Linked DNA regions of Oryctolagus cuniculus: region 1 is linked to region 2. Evidence: chromatin contacts called from public Micro-C data. All regions are on one chromosome and are shown on one strand. Each heading gives the region's core, a stretch centred on a gene start, on an enhancer-like site or on the middle of the called end of the contact. The rest is flanking DNA. Distances are from core to core; before and after follow the strand shown. Region 1 holds the start of CASP8 (caspase 8). Region 2 holds the start of STRADB (STE20 related adaptor beta).

Region 1 (2,838 bases), core at 140-2,639, 180 kb after region 2:
TCAGATGTAAAAGAGTATGTCAACATTATCCTAAAATCGCCAGTCTCTGACCAAGGATTATTCTAGAACTTTCCTTACACAGCCTGGGCTTCTATAGCTGAATCATTAACTGGGTGCTTTTGGTGTCTCCTCATGAATGGCATCCATCTGCCCACTTAGGTCCCTCCTGAATGACTTTAGCAATTTTTATCACTTTTCCTATGTATTTGTTAATTTATCTAATTGTAATGGATTCACTTCCTTAAACAACCTACATAAATAAAAGAACCATAAAAGAGCATTTTGTATTATTAGCACAAAGGAAAGAGCAATGCTTGTGTTATAAAAAAGGAACTGTGAAATTAAAAGAAAATTGTGACATTATTTCTCGGTTCTCGCCAGATGCTGTCACACTTCTTTGTTTTGTTTTAACAAGGAAAATTCGCGTGTTTTGAGACATAATGTGATGGCGTAGCATATGACACAGTGATGACAATGGGCTCTCCCCTCTGATGTCAGAGAGGTAGCAAGAGGGGAACTTCTCACTATGTCACCCATGGTCGTCGAACAGTGTGCCCTACCCAGCACCCCAGTTCCTACGTTGTTGTGGGGACACACATGTTAGGGGTCAACGCATTAGCTCCCAGCACAGGCATCAGGAACTTGACTAAATACTGCCCCCACGATTCCAGCACGCAGGAAACAGCCGCGGACTAAGAACCAAAGAGAGCCTGGGTAGGTCTCCGTTGGCACCACTTCCTGCAGCCCATTGTGTCCGGACGGAGCGTGACAGCAGTAACCATCACTTCTCTGCCCTCCAAAGCTCCTCTGGAAATCCCAGGCTCACCTCAGCGTCCACAAGGTCTGAGCGCTCCGGCCGCCAGGGTCAACCTAACACAGTCTGCAAGAGAGTGCCTTCCACGCTGCTCCTGGAAGGAAGAGGAAGTGACAGTGAGTGGAAGCGGCTGCCAATGCCGACGGTGAGCCCCTCCCTTTGCTGATCTGGCCAGAAGCCCACAGCCATTATGGAGAAAATACCTCCAGCTGTGAGTCAGCCGCTGGGGGCAGCCTCCCAGAAGCAGGCGACTGGAGGGGGTGGGGGGGGGGGGCTCTTCCTTTACCATCTGGAAAGCAGTTGGTGTGGCGGAAGGAGCAGGGTGTGCATTCACATTTTGGCTGTGCCCTTCACTTACTGCGGGATGTACAAGCTTCCTTTACTCCGCGGGGCCCGCTCTTTCCACGTGGAAATGACTCCTAGGTAAGGCTGGTGCCGGGCGGTGGGCCGCAGACATAGACACCATGACAGCGCGCAGGTGCTTCCTACGCGCCAGTGGCCTTGCTCACGGTGCCCCTGGGGCAGCTCCTGGCTGCCGTCTTCCTCAAGCTACTGGGTAGGGTTGGCAGACAGGCAGTTCAGCCTGGCTCACCCAGCCCTGGGACCCGCCCAGATCTCTGCGAGCCAGAACCCCAGGACTCTCCCTCCTCTCAACCTTTGCCCAGGTCACTGCCACCCCTGCCAGGAAAGTCCCTCCCCACCCCGGGGCTCACCCGCGTGTGCTCTCACCACTTCTGGGGCATTTGTTTCTCAACGCCTGGCATTGAGATCTGTCGTGCATTAATAGTGTTATTCTATGGAAAACACTCCCCTCCCATCTTCTCCCCACCCCACCCCCCAAATCCCACCTTCCTACAAATAAATTAAAAGAAAAAAAGCAGTAAATTTGTCCCCACATTTATTTGTGTATTTTTAGTACCAATTTTTTAAATATTTATTTATTTGAAAGGAAGAGTTACAGAGAAGCAGAGGCAGAGAGAGAGAAAGAGAGAGATCTTCCATCTGCTGGTTCACTCCCTAAATGGCTGCAATGGCCAGAGCTGGGCCGACCTGAAGCCAGGAGCCAGGAGCTTCTTCTGGGTCTCCCACATGGGTGCAGGGGCCCAAGGACTTGGGCCATCCTCCACTGCTTTCCCAGGCCATAGCAGAGAGCTGGATTGGAAGTGGAGCAGCCGGGACTCGAACTGGAGCACATATGGGATGCCGGCACTACAGATGGCGGCTTTACCCACTATGCCACAGCACCGCTCACAGTACTGATTTTAAAAGTGAAAGCCTCTCCTGTGGCTTTCTCTCTCTCTCTCTCTCTCTCTCTCTCTCTTTTTTTAAGATGTATTCATTTATTTGAGAGGCAGAATTACGGAGAGAGCGGGAAACAGAGAGAGGACTTCCATCCATTGATTCACTCTGCAGATGGTCACAACAGCCAGAGCCGATCCAAAGCCAGGAGCCAGGAGCTTCTTCCAGGTCTCACACATGGGGGCAGGGGCACAAGCACTTGGCCATCTTCTACTGCTTTCCCAGGCCATTAGGAGGGAACTGGTTCAGAAGTGGGGCAGCTGGGACTTGAAGCAGTGCCCACATGGAATGCCGGCACTGCAGGTGGAGGCTTAACCTACTATTCGATGGCGTCAGCCCCCCCCCCCGGGGGGGGGCTTTTTAATACTTCCTTGAGGCCACCACTGTTCCTGTTTTCATTGTTTGTTTCAGGCTTTTTCTCTAGGCTAATAAAGCTTTGACAATTTTTGTTCTGTCACTTTCCAGCTGTGTGACCTTCTGCAACGTCCTCAACATCTCGGGCGATCAGTTTCGTTATCCAGAGAGTAGAGATAGTGATTCCTGCAACTGGGGGTTGTTATGAGAATCCAATGAGTTCCCACACATAAAATACTTAGAATAGCTGCTGCCATGCCCAGTAGATGCACAACAAGTGAGAACAAATATCAGCATATACACATACATAGCACACATTTTGTTTTTAAAAACAGTGCCAACATACCGTCCCAGCATCAATCAATATTTTG
Region 2 (2,984 bases), core at 250-2,749:
AAGCAAGTTGGCAGTGTTTTGATAACCACAAGCAGCGCGGTTAGGGATGTGGTGATGTGTGGAATTTAAGGGGTTATCACTATTTTGTATCCTGCCTTATTCATGTAACACCAGCAAGTTGTTACCCATTTTGTCTTAAAGAATCTGAAACTTCATTCTCTCTTTTTTTTTTTTCAGAAAAATTCAAAAGAATTGCACATAACCTGTGAGAATTGCTAACGCTAAAGGGGTTGTGGCAATAGGGTGGTTTAATCTCAGGGATTTCGCCTTAGCTACACGAGACTAGGAAGAGATAATTTTACAAGACATTTTGAGGTCAAGGCAGCTGCTGTACCTAGCAGGGGGGTGGAGTGCGGGGTTGCTCTGTGTTCCCGAATGCTCTTTCATGAGACATGAATATAAACCCCTCCTTTAAAAAAAAAAAAACATACTTAGAGACTATATTTCTAAACGTCCATCAGTGTAGTCCCTTGCACTTGCATCTATAAAGCTAATTATAATTATGATGATGCTTTATAAATGACTTAAATTTGTTCCATAATAAAATGGCTTATCCAAAGGTTTCAGTCAGAAAGGCTGACGCTTCCTGTGGAAATCAAAGGGCACTATCCGTTTACAGAACTCGGCAGAGAATGAAAAACAACAACAGACTTTGCTTTCTTTGTTGAATTTTAAAATTACCGTAATTTTCAAACTGCCCCTGGGAACCCGTAAAGACTTTAGAATCGTGACGATCCTCCCAACAAATAATCGGATATTTACTGCGCGCCTACTGTGTGCCAGGCACTTGCTAGGTGGGCGCCGAGCCTCAAACCCCGGTCGTAGGGAAGAAAGTACTCGACGCCCCAAAGCCACGAGGGGACAGCACCACGCGCGACCTCCACCCCGAGGACGATCGACGCTGGAGCCCGCGTTTCTTCAAAGGCTCCCCGGTCCAGCCTGGGGGCACTTAGCAGCGGACTCGCCGACAGCGCCGGGGTCCGCAGTGCCGTCGGCTGGGACCCTCGCCAGGCCCGCGAGAGAGGTGAGACGGGGTGGGGGCGGCCGGGGCTCGCGCACCTGACGCGGCCGCCGCCCCGCCACGCTCAGGTGCCTCTGCCACCGCGCGGGCCCTGGGGCTCCCAGCCCAGCCAGCCGCCGCGCTGGGGGGCGCGGGGGGACGCCGAGCTCTGGCCTCGGCTCCCCCGGCGCGCGCGGACACAGCCGTGCTCCCTCGCGTCCCCCACCGGCCCTAGACCGTCCCTCCCGGCCTGCCTCCCCGCATTACCCTAGCGGCGACCACGGCCAGCGACTCTCCTCGGACTGCCAGCGGCGCGGGGCCGGGACCGGCGCGGGAACAGGAGGATCGCGAGCCCCGCTCGCGGAGGACCGAGGGGAGCGCGCTAGGCCCGCTCCCAGCGCGGGCCGCGGGGCACAGGACGGCAGCGCAGCCGTGACCGGACCCGTCGGCCTGGAACTCTGCCCCAGACCCAAGCACCCTAGGGGACCTGGTTCGCCCCACCCCGGCTCCGGGACGCGGCCAGGGGCGGGGTATCCAGGGGGCGGGGCATAGATGGGCGGGGCCTTCTCGCTAGGTGGGGCGTGGCGGGAGGGAACTACAATTCCCAGCCGGTCGTGCGCCGGGGCCGTGGGGGCTGCTGGGAGATTGGGTCTCCTTCCAGCTTCCCCCTTGTGTAGGGTCTGTCATTGACCCGGCGTCACTGCAGAACAAGGTCGCCGAATGATGATGTCGTGAAGCCGCCCGCCCGTCCCTGCCACGCCCGGGCGATTGCTGGCAGCGGCGGCAGCCTCGGCTGCTGCTCTCAGGCTGCCGCCGCTTCAGGAGCTTCTTCCTAAGGGAACGCGGGCGCTGGAAGGAGGACGCCGGGCCGTTGCGGTGAGTAACCTTCCCGCGCGTGGTTCGGACTTGCCCTGGGTCAACTTCCCCGGGAAGCGGAGGAGCCTCTGCACGGGGCGCTCCTCCTGTTCTCGGAGGTCGTGCGGGGGCACCGGGGCCGGAGCTGGGTACGGGAGGGTGGGTACCCGCCGGGTGGTCGTGGGAAGTGCGTTGTTTGGCGATCGTGGGTGCGAAGTGATGGGCGCTGGGCTCTGACCTCCGGGTTCTGTCCAGCTGCACCTGTGAGGATTGACAGCCTCTGCTCTGCCAGCCAGCATCCATCTGCAGCCTCATTTTTGAGGATGAGTGGCTTTCGCGTCTGGACGTTAAACCTTAAGCCTCGATGGCCATCTGGGATGTAAGCGCGAGGGGATTGGAAAAAGCTCTTTTCTATACTGATGACCTCAGCTGGGCTTTTCTTACCGTTAGTGTTGGGCCAGATGCCCCAAGTCTTTTAAGAGAAAAACAGGAGTTTAGTTTGACAAGTAAATAACAGAATGACCGATGTTCATTCTGCATAAAAATAATCCGGCAAACACTTTAAGAAATTCTAAGCCATAATAAAAGGGGTGAACTGTCACTTGCTCACGCACCTTTTACTTGGACCTGGTGCTGCTTCTGGGGGGCGGGGAGTAGCTTTTCACTGGACACCTATCAAGCTGGAATGGAGCATAGGAACAAAATGAAGTGGACTATTCCAGTTCCTGGTTTATGTCAGTAAAATCTTCGTGGCCTTCCAACCTCTGCGTTGAATTGGAAGTCTTTCGCTACAGTGATCTCCAAATAGCATGCCAGTGGTAGTGACATGCCACTTGAAGGACATTTGGTGCTGAGGAAGGGCAAGGAGAGAGATGTTTTGTTATCACAGCAGTTACTCCAGCTATTTTTAAAATCAAGTAGTGCCCAGCAAGTCTGAGCTGTGTAGCAAGCACACCCTCTGTGAAAGACAGCGTGTTGTTATCTGACAGCTCTTTAGTGCTGGGATGCAAGAGGTCAGGAGGAACAAACGTCTGAGTGCTTGTGGTCTGCCAGGCTCCCCAGTCAGGGGCTCTGCGCCCGCTGGTTGCTTCATCACTTCAACAAGCCTGTTACACTCATCTGAGGCTCG

The links. Hi-C and Micro-C count contacts between places; a contact is called where the count stands out from the background.
Region 1: a contact with region 2 is called in a Micro-C map of ear pinna, with 2.8 times the contacts expected there. The contact joins the promoter of CASP8 here to the promoter of STRADB in region 2. A contact is called at or near these places in 2 of 6 Hi-C or Micro-C datasets (ear pinna and an unstated tissue).

Annotation. Positions count from the first base shown.
Region 1 is chr3:38,737,767-38,740,604 of mOryCun1.1, forward strand. It overlaps CASP8 (caspase 8), which reads right to left and starts at 1,390. Exons shown (of 10, transcript XM_051849294.2): 1 at 1,173-1,390; 2 at 827-908. It also overlaps the pseudogene LOC100347735.
Region 2 is chr3:38,553,679-38,556,662 of mOryCun1.1, forward strand. It overlaps STRADB (STE20 related adaptor beta), which reads right to left and starts at 1,500. Exons shown (of 12, transcript XM_002712520.5): 1 at 1,268-1,500. It overlaps TRAK2 (trafficking kinesin protein 2), which reads left to right and starts at 1,627. Exons shown (of 16, transcript XM_008258968.4): 1 at 1,627-1,876. LOC138848948 (a long non-coding RNA gene) reads left to right here. Exons shown (of 2, transcript XR_011387161.1): 2 at 178-563.